Regions from separate parts of the Sus scrofa genome. Here all the other regions are linked to region 3. A link is a contact called in public Hi-C and HiChIP or PLAC-seq data. All regions are on one chromosome and are shown on one strand. Each heading gives the region's core, a stretch centred on a gene start, on an enhancer-like site or on the middle of the called end of the contact. The rest is flanking DNA. Distances are from core to core; before and after follow the strand shown.

Region 1 (2,700 bases), core at 56-2,555, 280 kb before region 3:
ATCTTAAACGGGCCTATATTTGAAAATAAAGATCCAACGTTTACCCACCTCCCTTAGTCAGGGTTTTGGTTGTTGTTGTTATTGTTTGTACATGTACAGATGATTTTAAATAGCTGGCTCCTCAAAATTAAATATTTTTATGAACTATAAATTCCTTTCAGTAGAAAAATCCTTCTCAAAACTCTGTCCATGTCATAAAATATGACCTATAAAATCAGAACTTATGCATTAAATGCATTAGAGGGTAATTGTATGATAGAAGAACTGGCCAAAGGGACTAACTATATAAATATTTTTTCCTTATTACAAAAATATGACCGTATTTCCCACATAAGTTTTCTCAAACATTTCTGTTTTGTTGGTCTTATTTTTTTCTCACTCTTATTTATTCTACATAGTTTAATAATTTTCAGAACACACATTAACGTCACTATTTTTTTTTCATGCTCAAATTAGACAAAAGTATTCCCTCCATATATCAGAGTATGAGAAAAATAAAATGTAGACTTTTCCTAAAATCTATCTCAAACCCTAGATGCTTTAGTTAGTCAAAGGGAGGTAGGTGGATAGCTTTGAAAGTAGAATTTTAAAATACTGTTTTCTACAAAAATTATAAACTACCTGGTTCCTATGAGGTCTGTCTTTCTAAAGTTAGAATCTACTGACTTTAGAGAATCCTCTAAAAAGGATATTCTACAAACAGCAGACCCACCACTGCACTGACCCCAGAGTCAGGCAATGAGCCAGACAGCATTCTAGAAAGAAAAGGTGGCTCTGTGGATCCCAGATAATCAGTCCTCAGTAGGTTGACATAACTTGGGGACAAAAGTGATGATAACCTTCAAAATCACTTTATTATTGATCTGTTTGATCAAGATTGGAGGAGATCCAGTTTATCTCCTACAGTTGTAGGTCCACCTGGAGGAAGAACCAATGGGGCAAGTTGGCAAGTTAAGTACAGTCTTACCATAGAGAATGAGGAAATGCCTTTAATTCTCTCTACCCTTGGCTCAGAATACTCTGCGGGAAGATCTGTGAACTTGATGAGCCCATTAGTCTGCTAGTGGCTAGCACCTAGCTCATAATAGGTGTTCAATAAAAAGTCTGATGAATTGTCAGATTCAGGCCAACCCTGTCATTCTTTCCTCTTGTTGGCAAATCGTCTACTGAATCATAGCGCTGTCTCCAGGCTGCCCACTGAAGGTTGCCAGCTCCCCGCCATGTCTCCATTGCACTGATCCTTTGGAAAAGACTGGCAAAGATGGCAGTGGGGATGGGGAGTGGACCTGGATCCCAGGGACGGCTGCCGGCTCGCGGGGGAGGTGACTGCCACAGCATCCTCTCTCTGGCTCTTGTCTAGTGGCTTCATCCCATGAGGACTCGACCCTCATGCTCTCAAGGGATTCTAGCTGTTGTGGCTCAGCGGTAATGAACCCAACAAGTATCCATGAGGACTCAATCCCTGGCCTCGCTCAGTGGGTGAAGGATCTGGCTTTGCCGTGAGCTCTGGGGTAAGTCACAGTTGCAAATTCTTGGAAATGATGCTTGGCTTTGAAACACCATTCCCTGAGACTTTGAGCTAAATCTAGCTTTATCCTCAGAGTCAGCTTCTCAATGAATTTGGTCATCCCCAAGAGCCAGAATTGGTGTTTTGCAGCAAACCATAAAACCCATCTTCCATAACTGAATTGTCACCTTTCCTGGCGAACTGCAAACAGATACCGTCCTCCCTTTGCTGGTCCCTTGTCACCATATTAGGCCAGCGTGTCCATAACCCTCCTTCCGGGTCAAAGTGTCATGTGATCTCGGCTCTTGCTCCTATCTGGTAGGACTGGGGGGTGATTAAAATGCTGCTGAATAATGTGAAGGGAGAGAAGTGAGAGTTCTGCTTGTTCCCTCTGGAAATCTCCCCACGGGCAGAGGGGGGATGGGATAGGAGGGGAGCAGGGGACTGGGTTGCAGGCAAGAAACAAAACTATACAATGTGGAGTCAAACAAGCTTGTTCTCAGGGTTCCATCCTCTGGGCAGACGTGCCAGCTTCAGCCACAGCCCCTGGTCCATTTTCCCAACCCACAGGTTTTTTCATCACTCATTTGGTGGCAGTACTTAACCTGATCTGAACTCAAGTTTGGTAGTGAAACCTGATCCCAACTGACATTAGGCTATTTATAGTCTTTATTTGTGGGGCCTAGTAAGAATATTGATTTCACCACAGAAACATCCATCTATTTATTACAGTTGTTGAATTAAACCTCACTGAGGGTTCCAGTGCAATAGATCATGCATGCACCACAGAGCTTTCCTACACCCCCAAATTCTAGATTCTGAAATGCATCTGGCCCCAAAATTTTGTGTAAGAGTCCGTGAGTCTCTGCTGCCCCAGCTCCCCTGGAGAGGTGCAAGCAGACTAATCCTGACTCTTCCCACTTCAAAGCATCTTCCAGGCTGTGATCTCATAAATGCTAGGATGCAGTATGAAGGGGCAGGAGAGAGGGATGTGACCTGGAAGAGAGCATATGGCCCCGAACTAGTACTCACCACTGGCCTTGTTCTTTCCTTGCAGCCAAGTCAACTGGGAAAACCAGGTTTAAATCAGAGCACATCTGCCAGCTTTCTTTAGACAACCAGGATCCACAACAATCCCATGAGCATCATCTTATTTTTTAATTTATCAGTGGAATAAATCAAAGTTCAGAAAA
Region 2 (2,700 bases), core at 136-2,635, 450 kb before region 3:
GGGAGGTGGGGACATCGCCCACAGAGCTTCATTCCCCCGGAGTGATGCGTCTTCTCTTGTAACACAGGAGGATTTATGACACCTTTTCCCATCTTCTTTGTGGTAGTAAATAAAAAATGGAACTCCTGCCATGGGGCAAAAGGATCGGTGGTGTCTTAGGAGCACTGAGATGCAGGTTCGATCCCCAGCCCCGCACAGTGGGCTAGGAGCTGGTGTGGCTGCAGCGGTGGTGGTGGAGGTGGCAGCTGCAGCTCAGCTCCGATACCTGGCCTGGGGCGGCCAAAAAAGGGAAAATGGAGCAGTCGGCCTCTGACTATCAGAGAAGGCCTTTATTTCCGAGTTACGGCGTGTACGGGTACGTGTGTGTGATTTAGAAACAGGATGGTGGACCCAGGGCGGGATGCTGTGTGTCCATGAGGGCCCCCCTGAAACACGTGTGATGCGACTTGAAACTGCCTGGCACACAGCAAAAGCCTGATAAAGTTGGACCAAGGCCATCCTGACCACACAGCTTGTCATTTCAGGAGCAGCAGTGCCTGGGATTTTCTCTGAGGAAGTCAGCTGAGAAATCAGCAGATGCAGGAGAAATCAGAGACCCCCCCAGCCCTTCCCTGTGTCACGTAACAGACTCCCTGGTCCAACCTGAAGACGCACTGCGTCTTTCCTCCTCCCTTCCTCCTACAAAGATGACAATGAGGGCCCATGATTTGATCCCATCCTCTGTCTGAAATCAAGTACATGCCGAGGAAATTCAGGGACTACTCTCAGTAGGCTTCTAGAAGCTTATCTCCAGACTTAAAAATTAAAGAGAACAAAACTAGGAGCTAGGAGCAACCAGAAAGAGGGATTGGCTTTCCGTGTCTTTCAGTTACGTGTTTTTCTCTTGGGGGGATTCGATTTGGAGAAAAACACTTGGATGGAGGCAGGATCAGCTCAGGGGCAGGGCCATATTTAGAAGCTCGACATGCTTGTTTTTTTGTGTGTGTTTTTTTGTGGTGCCAAAGGAATCGACACTTCGTTTTTATTCCCCCAAAGAAAACAGAAGCTCATTATCCTGACAGAGGAAGTCCAGAACTTTTTAGGTGGAGATTAAACTTTACTCTCAAACACTGAGGCTCCTGTTCAGCTTCTTGGTTGAGCGATTTTAGTAGCTTTTAAAAATGGTTAGCATGCTCCGTTGCTCAGCTTTCTAAATAATTTAGAGAACTTGTGACCCGGAGCTTTCATGGAGCTGATGTAACTGTTCTGGAAATCTCTTGACTTGAACTTGAGACTCACTTTCCTACAGCTGCAGTATGTCCACGGTCAACAGCAGTCTGTACCCAGAAAGAGGAGGGGAAATGGGGGTGGGAGGTGGAGGGGGAGCCGTCCTCAAAGAATTCTGTCCTGGCCTGCAGTTCTACACATTCACCACCAGGTGTCTGTCTTCACACGAGCAGTCTTGCTGGGGTGAGGCACCACTTGACTGCCAGATTGTTTTTAAAACTAAAGCAATTTTCTAGATGTTGCTGCAAGTGGGTATAAATGTGCACATATAAAATGAAGTCTCAGAGCCAAAGGAATAATTTTCAGTCCCTCATCTAAGTAGGAGTAATCATTCTCTCCTTGTGTTTATCTTCTGATGTCTGGGAGAACAAATTAAGGCAGTTCAGTGGCCAATGATTTGGAAAATGGTGAAAAAAAAAAAAAAAAAAAAAAAAAGACTTGTCCTCTTCCAAAACCTCGTCTGGTGTTTGTAAAATTCAATGTTCTTAGTGTGCAAACAGGTTTATGCTCCCAGAAATCTTTCTTTTGTAAAAATAGACAAATTCTCTTCTCAGCTGGCTTCCTATTCTGGAGTGGGGCGTGATGGTTCAGTTTCTGCCTTAGCAGCATTTCAATTTCAACCCTTGGCTCTGAGATGGTTGAAAAATATCTCTCTTTTGAAGTGTAAAAATGAGATTTTATTTCTTTCTGCCCAGAATTGAGAGCGATAACTACCTAGTTACCTGATCTGGTAACTCTAGTGGGGTTGGGAAGGCATACATGATGCCCACGAGTCCATGCTCGGGAGGAAGTACTGCTCTTGCTGTCCCCTGATTGAGCAGGTTCATGGCTATCTCTTTAGGTACTTAGTTAGTCTGTTACACAGAAGATAATTACCATCAGAAATCCTCCCTCTTCACTCTTGCTGGACAAAACACGGATGTTTCTGAGAGCCCTAGATGTCCTTGTCTCTGCTTTAGTGAAATTACACATCCATGAGAGTAAAACAGTCAGCTAGTCCAGGAGAGGTACTTTATGGGAAAGAACTGTGCTATCTTAATATAGCCGCTTCAGTGGGGTGTTGGGAGGGAACGGAGATAAACATACTGTATATCAAAGCACAGTGCTGAATCCAAAACTTCCTTTTCTGTCATTGCTGTTCATTTTTGCTTGGTTTTATTATTTTTGATATCTTTGGGACATTCAAATTAGTTTCTCAAGTGACTAGACACATAAAGGTATTTGGAACAGGAGCAAAACAAGCCCTCAGCCCTCACCAATGCTGGTGGTCTGTCATTTCTAGACCCTCAAATATTTTTAGATATATTGATTACAGCTCTGTTTCCTTCCAACTTTTGTGTTTAATAACACAATTACCTATGCCATTTGTTACTAATATGACCAATGTTTATTTACTGCCTACTGTGAACTTCATGCTGAGGATAAAATAACAGT
Region 3 (2,700 bases), core at 36-2,535:
CTGCCGGGGCCGAGTGGGTGAGTGGGTTCGCGGAGAGGGGCGCGCTAAGTCCAGGAGGGGGCGGCAGCCCAGCCGGGGTCGATCCACTTACACTTCTCGGTCCGAACTGAAGCGAAGCCAGGGAGCCCTAGCGCCACCGACGGAGGAGGCGAGGCCCGGATCCCAGCCGGTCACAGCCTCGGGCCCTGGCCTCACTTTAAAGGCGGCTCGGCGCCCGCGCTCCCCGCGGGCTGGAGGCGAGCGAGGGGCGCTCGGGCGGCTGGGCGGGCGGGTGCGCGGCTCCGCACACGCCAGGGAAGCCAGGGAAGCCAGGGAAGCCAGGGAGACGGGGCCGGGCACCGAAAGAAACAGCCAAACAGCTAAGGCTTGAGAAATAAATTTAAAACAACAACAATAATAATCCGTTAGTTTAAAAAAAAAAAGTAATAAGAGGGGAAAAAAAAGAAAAAAAAAAACTCCTCTCTAAAAACTCCCAAAGTTTTGGCAGGAGCTTTCGAGTCAGACCCAGGGTAGGACCTCGATCAGGGCGTTCATTGGCCATGCTGGTGACCAATGGGAGCGGGGAGTGGAGGGGAACTGGGTAAGGGGGCGTGGCCCGCCCCCTCGGCCACGCCCCAGCCACGCCAAACTGTTTGCTGCTGCCGCGTGGGTTGAGCCCAGTCGGGCGTCCTTCTCCGAAGAGTACGATCCGGGACCGACCGAGGTTCCAGGGTGTTCTAACCTTCAGCTACGGCAGCTCCGAACCGGCGCCAGGTGTGGAGAGTTGGTCACAGCGCTCCTGGAGCGCTCGCCTAGGGAAGCTGGTGCTCCCCTAAATTAACGCGGGTGCAAGGCCCGCCTCCTGGGACTCTGGGGGCGCCCTAGGTTTCCCAACTCTTTACTTAAGTGGGGCCTGATTTTCTCCACTCGGCCTTTATCCCGAGAGTCATTGTCCCCTACAAGGCTCCATCTTTTATGAGTTCCCGCCCCTACGCTGCCCTGCCCTGAGCTCTCGCGCGGGATTGCTGCGGCACTGGGTCAGCCCCACCCAAGTCAGCCCCGCGTCCGCTCCTCTGCCTCGGAGATCCTCTGGGAAGAGAGGAGGGGCGGCCACAAATTAGCTTTATTCCGAGCTGTCACGCACTGACAATTTGAATGAGTAACTTTTCAAACAAAATAAGATGGATGTCTACGAACGTCTCCCTCGGACGCGGCCAAACCTTCCCCCAGCCTAAGAGACAACAAAACAGGCCGCCGTCCGAAACAGGGAGAGCGGCACGCGCGGTCCGCTCCTCTGCAGTACCTTGTAGGAAATGTCACCCTACCTCCTCCTCTGCCACATCCCCGATCACGTGGGGTCTGTAGTTTTGCAAGTGCCCACGAGAGCAGATTTCCTTGGGGTTAAATACTGCTCCCAATCCCGTGGCTGTTTCCCCACAGGGCCTGGTCGCAGGAGAAGCTGCAGTGGTGGCCGAGGTCTTCCACTCGTACTTGGGGTCTTCAGAGCGCAGAGCGCGTGTAGTGGGGGGTTTTCTGCAGCATCAACATCTCTATTTTAAGAATTCGTTCTCTTTTAAATTATAGTCCTAACGGGTTTCCCCACCCCTCTCCCAAACAAACCACAGGCCACCCAGATGAGCTTTTCTTGCACATTTTCAGGAAGAAAATAAAATAATAACAATAATGAAACCACGAAAGCTTTTGTTTTCGATTGTCCTAATAAGCATCTTCTAACAGAACTTCCGCACCTCTGTGGCATTTTTTAAAAGTTCATTTCAGTTAACAGGTCTTACCAAAGAGAAACCCAGAAAGGCAAATGACTTTACTGTGCCTCTCTCGAGTCCAGAATTTGGGCTAGTTCATTTCTAGTGGTTTCTAGCCTCGGGTTGCAGATGCTGTCATCTTAAGCTTTTGACTTTCTCCCGGAAAGTATCAATCACGAATCAATCACTTCTGACCAGCCAGCACTGAAAACAAGCACACCCTCCACCCAACACCCACCCCACCCAGCCTCTGTCTCTCTCTCTACCTCTTTTACTAAAGGGGTTTCTTGCCCAGCTCTCGGCAGCCGGGACAGAGGTGTCAGCAGAGGTGGAAAGAAATGATGGATCTGCTGCTGCACTAGCACCTGGGGTGGGAGAGGCGCCCAGGGGCAATGAGGCCAACAAGGATGTATAAGGCCTTCTGAGTCGTTGGACCCGCCCTCAAAAGCTCCAGCGCCGGCAATAGATGCAAAGGCTGTGGATTCCAGCGAGCCTTGGGTCCGAGGGCGCTGCCTCTGCAGAACTTGGCAGCCCTGGGGGAAAGTCGCTAGCGCCAGCCAGCGTAGATCTGGTGGCCTTAAGCCCTCTCTTCCTCCTTTTTCTGGTGTCACTTCCAATTCCGTTGCAAACATCAAACCTTGGCCTAAGCATGAATTCACTGTACCAAACGGGCCGCATTTAGGCCTCGCCCCAGGCAGCCGGCCCCAAAATGAGACGCGATCCTGTGGGTGGGCACAGGGTGCAGATCGGGCTGGAAGGCGAGCCCTCTGGGTTTCCAGCTGGGCCCACCACCGCATCTGCAGCATTTCAAGGCCTGAGCACGGGGCGGGAGGGGAGAAAACTAGGCCCCAAGGGCGCGTTTCCGCCCCCTCGCCCGCCTCGTGCTCCTCTTTTCCCGCTAGGCCCAAGGTTCAATTTAAATGGCAACTTGTCCCGCGCGTCCCTCGGCTTTCCCAGA
Region 4 (2,700 bases), core at 151-2,650, 430 kb before region 3:
TGAGGATGATAAGGATGAAGGAAGGAGCAGCCATGAAGATGTAAAGTGGTAGATTCAAGAAATAGGATGCACACTCTGACACTGAGAATGGATAAGCAATGGGGTCCCACTGTACAGCACAGGGAACCATATCCAATCTCCTGGGGTAGAATTGAAGGATGACAGTAGGAGGAAAAAAAAAATGTTTATGCATGTATGACTGGGTCGCTATGCTGTACAGCAGACATTGGAACAACTCTCTAAATCAACTATACTCTAAAAAAAAAAAAAAAAAAGAAATACAAAGATGATAGTATCAACAGGTCTACCCACTGGGAAGGAACAACTATTCTGAGGATGGGAATTAGTCGGCTTTGAAGAAACTAACTTTGTGAAATCTTTAGATGTCCACAATAAATAGTATAAACAAGTCTCAGCCCGAGAGAGAGGAAGACAGTCTGAGATGTTAAAATCAAGCCTGGGGCTCATCAACAAGCAGAAGTTGAAGATGTGAAAACACACGAGCGCAGCCAAGGAACATGGGAAGAGAAAGATGGCAAAAGGTCTGAGCAGGGAACCTTGGGGAGCCACGATACGGGTGGTTTCAATTTGTAAGGTTGGCTATTTTAGAAGCCCTTAAAGAAAACAGACTGTTCATTACCCTGGAAGTATCTCGTGCCTGGTAAATGTACCAAGCATTGAGTGCCCGTCCAATGGATGCGTGATCAGAAGGAATGAATTAGGACTTTGATTTCCAAAGCAACGTTGTCAGAACATGTTACCTATGTGCACAGCACATCTTCTAGAAAAGAGAAGTGAAAAGCTCTGAGTTGGGGCTCTCTGCCTCACAGGGAAGTAACCTGGAAAAAGGCCTTGGTTTGGACACCTTTGATCACAAAGCAGGAATGGCCTAGAACGGGCATCAGGGAGCAGCTTTCTTTCTAAACTTAAACTCTTAACATTTTGCTCGGTAGTGGTCATACAGTGCATTTTTCTCTCCTTTTTGAGCCTTGGTAAATATACTCCACTTAGGAGCACTGTCATGATTCTTCCCATTCACCCCAGGGTAGCGTTTGTCATGATTCTTCCCATTCGCCTCAGGGCAGCATTTCTGGTGCTGGACACATCAGCATTCCAGGACAGTGAGTGGGCTTTTTTTCTGCTGCAGTCATTCTTCCATGGAAAAGCCTTCCTCACAATTATGGATGAACCGAGGGGTTCTCTGTGGAAAAACAACCCTGGGGGTTCCCATTATTCTCTTTCAGTGTCCAGGCTGTCTCCACAGGGCTGTGACAGCTGCCAGCCAGGATGGGAGCCAGGAGCTCATGAGGTGGGGGTGTTTTCCCCACCACATTGTGCTTTATGGGACATAACAAAGGATCAAGCCAGCTGGTGTGTGACGGAGTACACGATGCTCAGAAAGCCCTGGGTCTTGGCCTATTATGTGATTCTGAGAAAGGAAACTCGGGCAAGATCAATACATCCTCTGTGTAGACGTCAAATGGCTTGTGACGTCGGTTCTTCAGGGCTGTTTTTGGTGAGGATATTCCAGTCTTATGAATTTGACATGAATTTGGCTTGACGCCCCGGCAGAATGCAATGTAGGCATAATTTGATCTTCCTGTAATTGTCTACTTTACTTGGCAATCCAGACTAATTTTTTCCTGTAAAGTGGGACCAGAACGTCACCAGGACAGCAGTTGGGTTAATTAATGAGGCATAATAATGCACATAATAAAAGCTTATGATCTGAATTTTCTTCCCGCTGTTTTCCTCTCTCCTTCTCACAGAGAACTGCTGGTTCCACTGAAATCTGGGAGTCACGTGTCCTTAAACGAGCCTCTTCTTCTTGTAAACAACATCAAGGGGAAAATAATAACTCAAGAACCATCTGTTTGATTGAGTCCTTGACTTTTTTTTTTTCTCTCATTTCCGCCCATTGCATGTTAAAGGAAGTAAATAGGAAAAAAAAATTCTAATTATATTACTGTTTACTGATTACAGGATAATTTTTATTGTATTTATTTTAAAGACCACTTGATCCACACCCAAAGCCTTTATCTTCATGCGGCTTCCTATCCAGCTCCCTCTTGTTCTCATTAGCATGTAACTCAGTAGATTTAAGCCTGTTTGGAAGATTGTTCAAACCATTGTAGTCCACGGGGCAATAGGAAGAGTTCATTTGCGATGGTGTAAATAGCCAATGGGGGAAAAGAAGCTCAAGAGCATTAGACAAAATGCATAAGGTGTGGCTTTAAGTCCTCACAGTTTTACCGAGTGTGGCTGAGTTAGGAGAAACCATTAAACATTCTTTACTGTTCTGAGATATGTGGCTTCAACAACTTCAATGCTATGAATAGCTATTAAGTGCTAACTACCCCTGGACACAGCAATAAGAACATCAGCCTTGCCCATCACAAGGAATTACCATTGGGATCATGGGAGGTAAAATATATGAATGTTCTCTGTAACTTATAAAGTATTGCCTGAGATTTATTGAGATTTTATCACAGTAAGACATCTGGGAAGTTGCACTGGCCCGTTCCTGACCCTGGGGCCAATGGGTTCCCTTATTGTTCAGGGCTGGGCCAGGAAATGACAGCGCACTAGGCCAAGCTTGGCTGTAGCATTTCTATGTCTAACCCTTACTCAGAGAGAAGCAGCACTGGGGCCATATTAGGATCACCAATTGATGCCATTTTGCTGCTTTGGTTTGGCACA

Evidence for each region. Hi-C and Micro-C count contacts between places; a contact is called where the count stands out from the background. HiChIP or PLAC-seq counts read pairs in DNA pulled down with a chosen protein or histone mark.
Region 1: a contact with region 3 is called in a Hi-C map of retroperitoneal adipose tissue, with 1.7 times the contacts expected there. The contact joins the enhancer-like site here to the promoter of HLX in region 3. A contact is called at or near these places in 2 of 5 promoter capture datasets (fetal liver and liver), 32 of 47 Hi-C or Micro-C datasets (adipocytes, alveolar macrophages, blood and 15 more) and 2 of 2 datasets of contacts at active chromatin or transcription factors (alveolar macrophages and skeletal muscle).
Region 2: a contact with region 3 is called in an H3K27ac HiChIP or PLAC-seq map of skeletal muscle, with 12 times the contacts expected there. The contact joins the enhancer-like site here to the promoter of HLX in region 3. A contact is called at or near these places in 3 of 5 promoter capture datasets (fetal liver, fetal skeletal muscle and liver), 20 of 47 Hi-C or Micro-C datasets (alveolar macrophages, brain, embryonic fibroblasts and 13 more) and 1 of 2 datasets of contacts at active chromatin or transcription factors (skeletal muscle).
Region 4: a contact with region 3 is called in an H3K27ac HiChIP or PLAC-seq map of skeletal muscle, with 16 times the contacts expected there. The contact joins the enhancer-like site here to the promoter of HLX in region 3. A contact is called at or near these places in 1 of 5 promoter capture datasets (fetal skeletal muscle), 8 of 47 Hi-C or Micro-C datasets (heart right ventricle, liver, mesenteric adipose tissue and 2 more) and 1 of 2 datasets of contacts at active chromatin or transcription factors (skeletal muscle).

What each region holds. Positions count from the first base shown.
Region 1 is chr10:10,541,381-10,544,080 of Sscrofa11.1, reverse strand. The region is part of intron 2 of LOC110255631 (a long non-coding RNA gene); the gene reads right to left. Among named protein-coding and RNA genes, the nearest start is that of HLX, 280 kb to the right of the region's middle. Within about 2 kb of position 1,305, at least 1 of the 83 cell types and tissues checked has an H3K27ac peak or open chromatin away from gene starts, as enhancers often do. A contact at or near this core is called in retroperitoneal adipose tissue, where this site is marked.
Region 2 is chr10:10,714,791-10,717,490 of Sscrofa11.1, reverse strand. All of the region lies in intron 1 of LOC110255633 (a long non-coding RNA gene), which reads right to left. Among named protein-coding and RNA genes, the nearest start is that of DUSP10, 190 kb to the left of the region's middle. Within about 2 kb of position 1,385, at least 24 of the 83 cell types and tissues checked have an H3K27ac peak or open chromatin away from gene starts, as enhancers often do. A contact at or near this core is called in fetal skeletal muscle, liver, mesenteric adipose tissue and 4 more, where this site is marked.
Region 3 is chr10:10,262,026-10,264,725 of Sscrofa11.1, reverse strand. HLX (H2.0-like homeobox protein) reads right to left here and starts at 1,285. Exons shown (of 4, transcript XM_021064336.1): 1 at 1-1,285. MARC1 (mitochondrial amidoxime-reducing component 1) reads right to left here. Exons shown (of 9, transcript XR_002336192.1): 9 at 259-365.
Region 4 is chr10:10,687,326-10,690,025 of Sscrofa11.1, reverse strand. The region is part of intron 1 of LOC110255633 (a long non-coding RNA gene); the gene reads right to left. Among named protein-coding and RNA genes, the nearest start is that of DUSP10, 220 kb to the left of the region's middle. Within about 2 kb of position 1,400, at least 19 of the 83 cell types and tissues checked have an H3K27ac peak or open chromatin away from gene starts, as enhancers often do. A contact at or near this core is called in liver and skeletal muscle, where this site is marked.